Regions from separate parts of the Ovis aries genome. Here region 1 is linked to region 2. A link is a contact called in public Hi-C data. All regions are on one chromosome and are shown on one strand. The core of a region is the stretch at or near the end of the contact, and the rest is flanking DNA. Distances in the headings are between cores, read along the strand shown.

Region 1 (5,571 bases), core at 119-2,618, 310 kb after region 2:
TAGGAAACACAGTAGCTCCAAGCTAACGCCAGAACTACACTAGATCTCCAGAAGACAAAGGAAATCACTCTGAATTCAAATACACACTGAATAAATAAATTCCTAGTAAAATTACTAACAGTTTACTGAAGGAAAACTGTATAAAAGGTTTTAAGAAAAAGGTTCTTTGGATGATAAGACCAAGTCAGGTAGGTGGAGAATATGGACTTTGATAGGTGCAAGCTTATTAGTTGTAGTTTCTTGACATAAACTAGTGATATTTAAGATGAAGAAGGTAATCATTACAGAAAATTTGAGCACCAAAGGTAAAGATGAACTCACAATTTGAATCTTACCAGAGGTTATGTTAATGTTTCCTGCTTCAATTCCTGCTTTGAGTCCTTCTTTTCCCAAAAGCCCAGATTCTCCTTTGGCCAGACGCTCCCTCTCCTTCTCTTCCAAACTTCCATAATAGATGTGTGGTTTCTTCACAACAGGAGCCACTAAGTCATCTGGTGCCTTAGTTTTGGTTGCCTGCTAAAACAAAGACCTAGGTTAACCTAAAGCTTAATCTTAGCAGCCTAATAGGTTTCGCAGCAGAATGAAGCTTATTTAGAGCTTCAAACCTATTTCTTCCCCACACAAAGGACAAACCAGACACCAGTTAAAATGTGTCTTCCTTAATCTGGGGGTGGAGGGAAAGAGTGGTTCCAGTCTCTTAATCACTTAAGTTTTGTAGATAGGAAGAGATGGATAAAACTAGTCAATTTCTCGTGCTGATTTTTCTGTCAAAGGTTTTCTCTTGAATATGTGTATTTCATACGGCTGCAGCAGGTGAAATCTCTTCTTGGCTTTTATGAAATTTCCACAATTACTGCTCATCACAGGGGTATCAAGGATAACTGAAATAACCAACGCGATGGTACGGGGGCCAAGTTAGAAAGCTACTGTTCATACATTTCAAACGTTTCGGATATGAAGCAGTAGATAAGTTAGGAGGCCTCGTTACAATTAAGAGTTCTGAAAGTGTCATAAATCTTGGCCAAGACTCTACTCCCTTTCAGAGCTCCGTTTCTGAACCAGACGGAAGAGATATTTACATTTCGGGGCTGGAGTGAGAGGTGAAAACGAGCTAAAACAGATGGAAGCACCCAAGAATTAGGAAAACACCGAAGCCTTCCTCCTCGGCCCTCCACCGCCGTAGCCCGTTCCCTAATGGCCCTGTTTCGCAGGGACCCCCCCACCCCCTCAGCGCTCCCTGCCAGAATGAGACCTGTACCGTGGAGGAGGGTCGTGAGGAAGCCATGCTGGGCTCCGGGGACGCGAAGCCTCAGCGAAAGCCGCGCTCTACGTTTCAGACCGTCCACCGCGCGCCCAGCAAAGCGGAACTACGTCACCAACCGGAAGTGGTCCTAGGTCCGACGCAGCATCCTGGGAGGCGTGGAGCATTATGGGAATCGTAGTAGGAGGGAGTCTGGGCGAGTTGAGAGATGTGATCTGTAGAGCCTCAGAGAGAAGCACGCGGAGGCCAAGGTTCTGCGAAGAGAGAAACTCAGAGGCAGTGTGGGAAGTGTAGTCCAGTTGGCTTAGCGGATGATTCGGGGTGGGCGCCGAGGTTCCGGAAAGGGACTGAACAGGCCTGAAAAGAGGTAGGTGCGGGGAATCGCGCGGCTGCGAACTGAACTCAGGGAGCGAATCGAGGGATTCCGGGGCCTACTATCGGCTCCCGGCCCGGCCAGGGGCTCTAAGTCCTCCTGGCGCCAAGGCCTATGTTGCCATGGAAACTCTCGCCCTGGACCCTTGAGTGCAGCCCAGGAGCTGCGGCGGGAGTGCTGTTCTCCTCCACTGTCAGGAAGTTCTCTTGGCAGTTTCTTCTGGGCTGGGTAGGTTTTCGGTGAATTTGGGCAGTGGTGAAACAATAAGTTCAAAGAGCCCTCTAGCGCCGAAGTGAAATAAAGACCAGGCGGAGGAGCCACGCCCCGCTTTTGCTGTCTTCAGCAGGTCTTTCTGTCTTATTCCGAGAGAGATGATGAATGTGAGGCGTCAGGTAAACTGCAAGCAAGCAACTTGCACGACTCTGCTGCCCTGGGTGCTGGGGCATCAGAGGCGGACAAGACAAGATTCTTGCCCCCTTGTAGGGCGTGAAAGTGAAAGTGAAGTCGCTCAGTCGTGTCCAACTCTTTGCAACCCCATGGGTTCTCCATCCATGGGATTTTCCAGGCAAGGGTACCGGAGTGGATTGCCATTTCCTTCTCCTTGTAGGGGGTGGAGATGCTCAAAATATTGATGTTTCCAGAGCTGGAAAGAGCCCCCTCCTCTCCCCTAGGCCTCTTTCCGATAATAATGCCTATTTACTGTGAAAAATTCTGAAAGAGATGGGAATACTAGACCACCTGACCTGCCTCCTGAGAAATCTGTATGCAAGTCAAGAAGCAATAGTTAGAACTGGACATGGAACAACAGACTGGTTCCAAATCAGGAAAGGCATAGTAAAGGCAATATATTGTCACTCTGCTTATTTAACTTATTAGATGCAGAGTACATCATGCAAAATGCCAGGCTGGATGAAGCACAAGTTGGAATCAAGATTGCCGGGAGAAATATCAATCACCTCAGATATGCAGATGACACCACCCTTATGGCAGAAAGTGAAGAAGACTTAAAGAGCCTCTTGATGAAAGTGAAAAAGGAGAGTGAAAAACTTGGCTTAAAACTCCACATTCAGAAAACTAAGATCATAGCATCTGGCCCCATCACTTCATGGCAAATAGATGGGGAAACAATGGAAACAGTAACAGACTTTATTTTGAGGGGCTCCGAAATCACTGCAGATGATGACTACAGCCATGAAATTAAAAGACGCTTGCTCCTTAGAAGAAAAGCAATGACAAACCTAGACAGCATATCAAAAAGCAGAGACATTACTTTGCCAACAAAGGTCCATCTAGTCAGAGCTTTGGTTTTTCCAGTAGTCATGTATGGATGTGAGAGTTGGACTATAAAGAAAGCTGAGCGCTGAAGAATTGATGCTTTTGAACTGCAGTGTTGGAGAAGACTCTTGAGAGTCCCTTGGACAGCAAGGAGATCCAGCCAGTCCATCCTAAAGGAAATCAGTCCTGAATATTCATTGAAGGACTGATGCCACAGCTGAAACTCCAATACTTTAGCCACCTGATGCAAAGAACTGACTCACTTGAAAAGACCTCGATGCAGGGAAAGATTGAAGGCAGGAGGAAAAGGGGACAACAGAGGATGAGATGGTTGGATGGCATCACTGACTCAATGGACATGAGTTTGAGTAAGCTCCAGGAGTTGGTGATGGACAGGGAAGCCTGGCATGTTGCAGTCCATGGGGTCACAAAGAGTCAGACACAACTGAGCAACTGAACTGAACTGACTGAGTGTTTGCTAAACGCCAGGTTTCATTACAGGAATTTACGCTGCAATGTGACATTCAATCCATATAACAATAGACACAGACCAAAGGAAACCAAGATCTAGTGAAAGGTGAAGCCAGTTGTCCAAGATGAGTGGGGATGGAATTAGAATCTCTGCCTCCAATTGTTGTTCAGTTGCTCAGTCATGTTGGACTCTTTGCGAGCCTATGGACAGCAGCATGCCAGGCTTCCCTGTCCTTCACCATCTCCTGGAGTTTGGTCAAACTCCTGTACATTGAATTGATGATGCTGTCCAATCATGTCATCCTCTGTCATCCCCCTCTCCTGCCTTCAATCTTTCCCAGCATCAGGGCCTTTTCTAATGAGTCGGCTCTTTGCATCAGGTGCCCAAAGTATTGAAACTTCAGCTTCAGCATCAGTCCTTACAATGAATATTCAGGGTTGATTTCCTCTAGGATTGACTGGTTTGATCTCCTTGCTGTCCAAGGGGCTCTCAAGAGTCTTCTCCAGCACCACAGTTTGAAGGCATCAATTCTTTAGTGATCAGCCTTTTTTTATTGTCCAGCTCCCACATTGTATATGACTACTGGAAAAACTATAACTTTGACTATATGAACTTTTATAGGCAAAGTAATGTGTGTGGTTTTTAATATGCTATCTAAGTTTGTCATTGCTTTTCTTCTAAGAAGCAAGTGTCTTTTAATTTCTGGCTGCAGTCACCATCCACAGTGATTTTGGAGCCCAAAATAGTCTGTCATTGTTTCCGTTGTTTCCCCATCTATTTGCCATGAAGTGATGGGACCAGATACCATGATCTTAATTTTTTGAATGTTGCGTTTTAAGCCAAACTTTTCACTCTCCTCTGTCACCTTCATTAAGACTCTTTAATTCCTCTTCACTTTCTGCTGTAAGTGTCATCTGCATATCTTAGGTTATTGATATTTCTCCCTGCATTGATTCCAGCTTGTGCTTCATCCAGCCCGGCATTTCGCATGACGTACTCTGCATAGAAGTTAAATAATCAGGGTGATAATATACAGCCTTGACGTACTCCTTTCCCAGTTTTGAACCAGTCTGTTGTTCCATGTCCAATTCTAACTGTTGCTTCTTGACCCGCATATGGGTTTTTCAGGAGGAGGTAAGGTGGTGTGGTATTCCCATCTCTTTCAGAATTTTCCACAGTTTGTTGTCAAAGGCTTTAGTGTAGTCAATGAAGCAGAAGTAGATATTTTTCTGGAATTCTCTAACTTTTTCTATGATGCAAGGCATGTTGGCAGTTTGATCCCTGGTTCCTCTGCTTGTATATAAATTCAGCTTGTGCATCTGAAAGTTCTCAGTTTACATACTGTTGAATCCTAGCTTAAAGGATTTTGAGCATTACTCTGGCTAGCATGTGAAATGAATACAATTGTGTGGTAGTTTGAACATTCTTTGGCATTGCTCTTCTTTGGTATTGGAATGAAAACTGACCTTTTCCAGTCCTGTGGCCACTGCTGAGTTTCCAAATTTGCTCGCATATTGAGTGCAGCACTTTACAGCATCATCTTTTAGGATTTGAAATAGCTCAGCTAGAATTCCATCACTTCCACTAGCTTTGTTCGTAGTGATGCTTCCTAAGGCCCACTTGACTTCACATTCCGGGATGTCTGGCTCTAGGTGAGTGATCACACCACTGTGGTTATCTGGGTCATTGAGATCTTTTTTGTATAGTTTTTCTATGTATTCTCGCCACCTCTTCTTAATATCTTCTGCTTCTGTTAGGTCCATACTGTTTCTGTCCTTTATTGTGCCTATTTTTGCATGAAATGTTCCCTTGGTATCTCTAATTTTCTTGAAGAGATCTCTAGTCTTTCCCATTCTATTGTTTTCCTCTATTTCTTTACCTTGTTGACTTAAAAAGGCTTTCTTATCTCTCCTTGCTGTTCTCTGGAACTCTGCATTCAAATGGGTGTATCTTTCCTTTTCTCTTTTGCCTTTCATTTCCACAGTTTTCACAGCCGCTTTTTTTCTTAACTATTTGTAAGGCCTCCTCAGATAACCATTTTGCCTTTTTGCAATTATTTTTCTTTTGATCACTGCCTCCTATACAATGTTACAAACCTCTATCCATTGTTCTTTAGGCACTCTGTCTATTAGATCTAATCCCTTGAATCTATTTGTCATTCCACTCTATAATTGTAAGGGATTTGATTTA
Region 2 (5,094 bases), core at 2,236-4,735:
AGCCCCGGTGACCCTGGGAAGCCTCGGAACCAGGAACGCACAGAAAGGGTCAAGAACAAAAATAACACAGGCCTTTTATTTGCTCCAGAACTCGGCCGTTGTGTGGTCTGAGGGTGCCATGCTTTCCCGGAGCCCCCCGGGGGACCCCCCTCACTCAGGGGGGGCTGGATTTCGGTGTGAGGTCAGACTACAGCCCCCGCCCCTCTGGGCCTTATCGGTCCAGCAGGCCCAGCTGCCCGCCACAGGGGCTCAGGACCAGTGAATCCCCTGAAACTGGAATATGGTGCCCACCTTCTCAGCAAGGCGGCTTTTTCACAAGGCGTTGGTTAAAATATTGCACTTGTAAAGTAGGAAAACTGACGAGGCAAAGGTTTCCTATTACAGGACGACGTGCCAAGCATCCAACTACTGTTTAAATAAATAAAACTCAAGGCAGGGGTCTGAGCTGTGAGCCCCAGCAGCTCCCCGAAGAGCCCCGGAGCCCAGGCCTCGGCCCCTGCCCCACCAGCCAGTTCTTTAAGGAACTTGGTCGTTGCGAAGTCTCTGCAGCAGGGAGCAGCAGCTCCGGATCTGTCTTAGCCCGGGCCCCTGACCTGCCCAGGCCCTTGGGCCCCCTCGTACCAGGGCAGCGGGGACCCAGTGGGGCCAGTCCCTCTGCTCCTCCAGTGGCCTGGGCCTCTCTTGGTCCAGGCCTCTCATCCAAATGTCCGTCTGTCTATCCGGACGCAGCCTCCGGGGGCTTGCTTGCCCCCTCTGTCACAGGGGGGAGGGAGGCAGGTGGGAAGGGGCCCAGCCCGCCTGGTGTGAACACTGAGCTCTACCCGCGTGGCCCCTAAAGCGGGGGACTCATCTTCTTCTGGTTAATGAGGTCCAGGTAGAGGTCCGAGCGGAGGAAGCGTGGGTATGAGTCCTTTTCCATGAGCCCAAAGATGCGCTTCTGCGCCAGGTCGAAGCAGCCCCGAGTGACGCTCTGCAGGTTGTCCTTGGTGTGCTCCCGTGTGTACGAGTCCAGGTTTACCTGTGGGGCGGAGGGCGGTGAGGTCAGGGCCGCCCGCAAGAAGCTGCTCCTGAGGGCCGGGGGCCGGGGCGGGACCTGCCCAGTCTCTCACCTCCAAGCCCTTCTACTCCACATCCTAAGGTTCAGAGGGGAACCCTATAGGTTAGCAGAGTCAAGTCCTGGTTCAGTCACTGACTGGAGGGGTGGTAGAGTTTTTAGGGCCTGAAAATATCACCTCTAGGGTCAGGCTACCTGGGTTCAAATCCCAGCAATGCCACATGTTAGGTGTGTGACCTTAAGCAAATCGCTTAAGTGGTCTGAGCCCTGGCTGTCTTAATTATAGGCTGGAATAACAGTACTGTCCTCAAAGAGCTGTGAACATTAGCATCACCAACTATTTATTTAAAAAAGATAACGCCTGGCACACTGGAAACACTCAGTAGACATTAGGCTCTCTGAGACTTTGTCTCCTCATTTTAAAAATGAAAATAATATTAAAACCTATATTACAGGTTGTCGTGAGGGTTAAATATGAGCGCTCATCTGTGAAGGGCTTTGCATGGGCCTGGCACCTAGCAGCCCGACAGTGGCCATTTGTGTTATCAGTCAGGATTCTGTTCTTCCCGGGAACCCCAGCCTGCTTCCTCTTCACCCTGGGCACTTGGCCTCTAAGAGTCACTCTGGCCTCTCCCCTGGCTGAGCCCCTCCTTGAGGCTTCCAGCCAGCCCCCTCACCGAGAGGCCACTGGGCATGGGGACGGGGGCCTGAGGGCCCAGCCCAAAGCCCTACCTCCTTGCACGCCTGAATGGCGATGTACTCAGCAAAGATCTTCTTGGCCTTGGCCGCCATCTTGGACTGTGACTTGACCTTCTTGAAGTCCTCGCATGCCAGCCAGAATTCCAGGTTCTCCTCACTAAACTCAGTGCGGAGGAAGGCCTGGAACACCGCTAGACCATCTGTGAGGAGAAGCCCAGACCCTGAGGTGAGAGGCCAAACCAGCCCCTCCTGCCCTCAGGCACCCCCAGTGGACCCTCTTGGCTCATTCTGGGTGCAGATGCTGGGGGCTTAGGAAGGTCACCCGCTCCTGAGAGCCAGGAACCCAGGATATGGTCCCCACCCTTGTATTGCCTCTTCATGGGCCTTGGCCAGGTCTCTCCCCATCGGTGCCTCAGTTTCCTCATCTGTCAAATGGGAACCACCTCCTGGATCCTAGTGAGGATCAGAAGGGGTTCCCATCCACGAGATGACAGGCATATTTGGCCCCGCGTATGCCCTCAGCACATGGAAGTGTTTATTGTTATTCTGGGAATATGGGTCTGACAACACAGGTCCCAAAGGCCTGCGGCAGGCAGTGCCAGCTCTCATGAACAGGGAGGGGCTGGCAGCAGCAGGCTCCAAGGCCAGACTAAGGGCCTCAGCCTTTCCCAACAGCGGGGACCCCTGACTGGGCCCGGGAAACAGGGAAAGGCAGCCTCTCCGGGGCCAGATGCACCCTCTGAGCCTGGGAGAGGAGGAGAGGAGGACGCGAGACAGGACACAGAGAGGGGACAGGCCGGGTGGCCCCCACTTACACTTGTGGACCAGCAGCTTCTCCAAGGACTCGCCCCACTTGAGCGCTTCCTCTGAAGTGGGCCTGAGGGGAAGGCAAGGGGCACAGTGAGGGACCAGGAGGCTCAGGGAAGTGAGCTGACCCCTGTCAGCTGTCCTTGGCCCCAGAAAGTAGCTGAGCCCCATGAGGAGCACAGGAGGGGGCCCACCCCCTTTCTTGGGGCCGGCAGCATCACTTCTACCCCCACCTCGGTCCCTCCCCGGCCGTCCTTCCTGGGACAGTGGCTCCCCATCCATGCTGCTCATGCCGGGTATGAGGCTCCTTCCACAGGAGCCTCCATCAGCCCCGAGCTGGATCAGCCAACTGCATTCTCCCTTCCACGCCCACCAGCCACCCTGCTCCCACGGGACCCGTGAGTGTCTGAGGGGACCCAGGGGTGCCGGAGAGGACCTACTTGAATGACTTCATCACTTTGTCTGTCTTGCCCGTTGGCTGGGCCCCAGGGGACTCGTTCCGCCGCCTAAAGATGCCCAGCTTGTTCTTCATGTCCTTGGCTCTGGGGACAGAAGCAGAGAAGGGGTCGGTGAGCCCGGTCCACTCGCTTGCTGCCAGTTCAGGGTGGGGAGGGCCAGGGCTGGGGCGAGGGGCACCTACTCCTTCATGGTGTGCCGCCTCTGGAGGTTCCCATTCCGAGTGAGGTACATGCCTCGGAGCATCGCTGTAGGGCCCCCCACCTTGCTGCCTGGGACAGTCTGCTGCAAGCACCCCAGGCTCCTGTTCCCAACCTGGTACCAGGCGGCAACGGTGCGGGCTGCAGCTGAGCACTCACTGGAATCCCAGCCCCCGGACGACTGGACTCCCAGGCACAGGCCAGGCTAGGACTCAGACAGGAGGAGCCAGGAAATGGGAGGGACCAGGACGGGAGCAGGGAAAAAAAAAAAAATCCCTCCTGGCCAACCCTAAGAGGGAGCCCGTGAAAGGGGCATGTGTCTGCAAGGGGCGGCCTCTGGGGCCCGCCCAGGCAGGAAGCCAAACCCGTTATTTGTGACTGGCCTCCCCGTTACCATGGCAGCGCCCTGGGAAGGAGGAGAAAACAAGTCAGCAAATTGCTGGGAGGGAAGGCGGAGGGAAGGGAGGCTCTGCCCACCAGGGTGGCAGGACAGGCTATTTTTAGCCAAGAGCCATTTTTAGCCCTGCCACTCCCCCAGGGAAGATTTCAGCCTGTGGGCAAGCTGCTGGCAAGAAAGGGGTTAAGTGTTTCCTGCTCATGATTGCCTCCCCGGTCCCTAGACCCCTACCTGGGCACCTCCCAGAGAATAGTTTCTGCCAGCAGACTGCTCAGTCTCCCTCATCGGCTTTGGATATATCCACCCATGAATATGCAGAATGTCCCGTGAAGTTTCAAGTTTTAAGCTCAAATCACTTCAAAAGTACAAAGCCCATAAATTCTCAAAAATGTCATTTGAAACAAATTAACTTTTTTATGCCTACTTAGTCTTATGACTTTTGAATAACACATTTTTTTGTTTTAGTTTTTGATCTCTGTCCTTCTGATTAAAGACGACAAATGCTGACTGAACCGAAAAATTAAATGCGTAAAATTTAAAATGCGTTATCAAAATCGTAAAGCTAAGTAAGTGTAAAAGAAATTTAAATAATGGACTTTCAAATGTGTTTTATACGTTGGGCAGCATACTTCTGAAGTTATCCGAGCTTCAGAGGTTACTAAGACCAACAGTCTGCCCTGTTTAATGAAGGCGAGCGGTGCAGGAGGAAGTTAGGAGCAGAAATGCTGCAGCAAGACCGGCTCAGGTTCAGCTCCCAGCCCCAGCTGTTACCAGCTGTGTGCCCTTTATCAAGTTACCTAACCTCTCTGAATGTCAAGCTTTCTCATCTGTTGAACACAGATGATGACAGTACCTACCATCTGCTGGGCTTGTTTCGAGGCAAGGGAAAAATGCACAAAAAGCTTTAGCACAGTGGCTGGGGCAAAAGTGCTCAGGCTTATCTATATGGACCCTGAGGTCCTAGGGCAGCTGATTAGAGGTGAGGACCCTGCTCTAGCAGATTCCAAGCCAATGAGATAAGGCCAAGGAGTCCAGGGACGGGCAGCCCTCCAGTGAGGATCAAGGCCCTCTGAGAGCCTTGGTGGGGCTAGGAGTGACAGAGCCCAGCTTCTTGGGGCACCATGCTCTGTTTGGGACCCCTGCTCCTGGCCCGCTATCGAGGTGAGGACATAGAAGCTGGGGGGAGGGGAGGGGGGTGAGGAGGAGAGCTTGCCTGAGGTCCAACCTGCAGGCTGCTGCCTTCCACTTGGGCTCTTTATTGGCTCAGAAACCACTGTGTTTCCCTGTGGCTGGAGGAGTCTGAAGCGCCTGCCCAGCCAAGCCTTTCGTCCCTAGATATACAGCTGGGCAGACTCACAGCCATACGGCTCAGCTGGAGAGGGCCTTGAAAATCCCTGATTGCCACCCAGGTAACTCAAGAAAGGATGGTAGAGGTCAGAGATGCCCCACATGGGTCCAGACAGTAGAACTGGGACCCACAA

Evidence for each region. Hi-C and Micro-C count contacts between places; a contact is called where the count stands out from the background.
Region 1: a Hi-C map of tail adipose tissue shows a contact between it and region 2, with 8 times the contacts expected there. The contact joins the promoter of PRPF4 here to the enhancer-like site in region 2. A contact is called at or near these places in 3 of 16 Hi-C or Micro-C datasets (muscle, skin fibroblasts and tail adipose tissue).

What each region holds. Positions count from the first base shown.
Region 1 is chr2:10,448,566-10,454,136 of ARS-UI_Ramb_v3.0, forward strand. PRPF4 (pre-mRNA processing factor 4) reads right to left here and starts at 1,369. Exons shown (of 14, transcript XM_012112929.5): 1 at 1,259-1,369; 2 at 336-516. The coding sequence starts at 1,285. CDC26 (cell division cycle 26) reads left to right here and starts at 1,439. Exons shown (of 4, transcript XM_027964107.2): 1 at 1,439-1,628.
Region 2 is chr2:10,134,381-10,139,474 of ARS-UI_Ramb_v3.0, forward strand. It overlaps RGS3 (regulator of G protein signaling 3), which reads right to left. Exons shown (of 23, transcript XM_042242856.1): 20 at 3,001-3,102; 21 at 2,569-2,630; 22 at 1,787-1,953; 23 at 50-1,018. The coding sequence ends at 833. Among named protein-coding and RNA genes, the nearest start is that of RGS3, 130 kb to the right of the region's middle. Within about 2 kb of position 3,486, at least 30 of the 54 cell types and tissues checked have an H3K27ac peak or open chromatin away from gene starts, as enhancers often do. A contact at or near this core is called in muscle and tail adipose tissue, where this site is marked.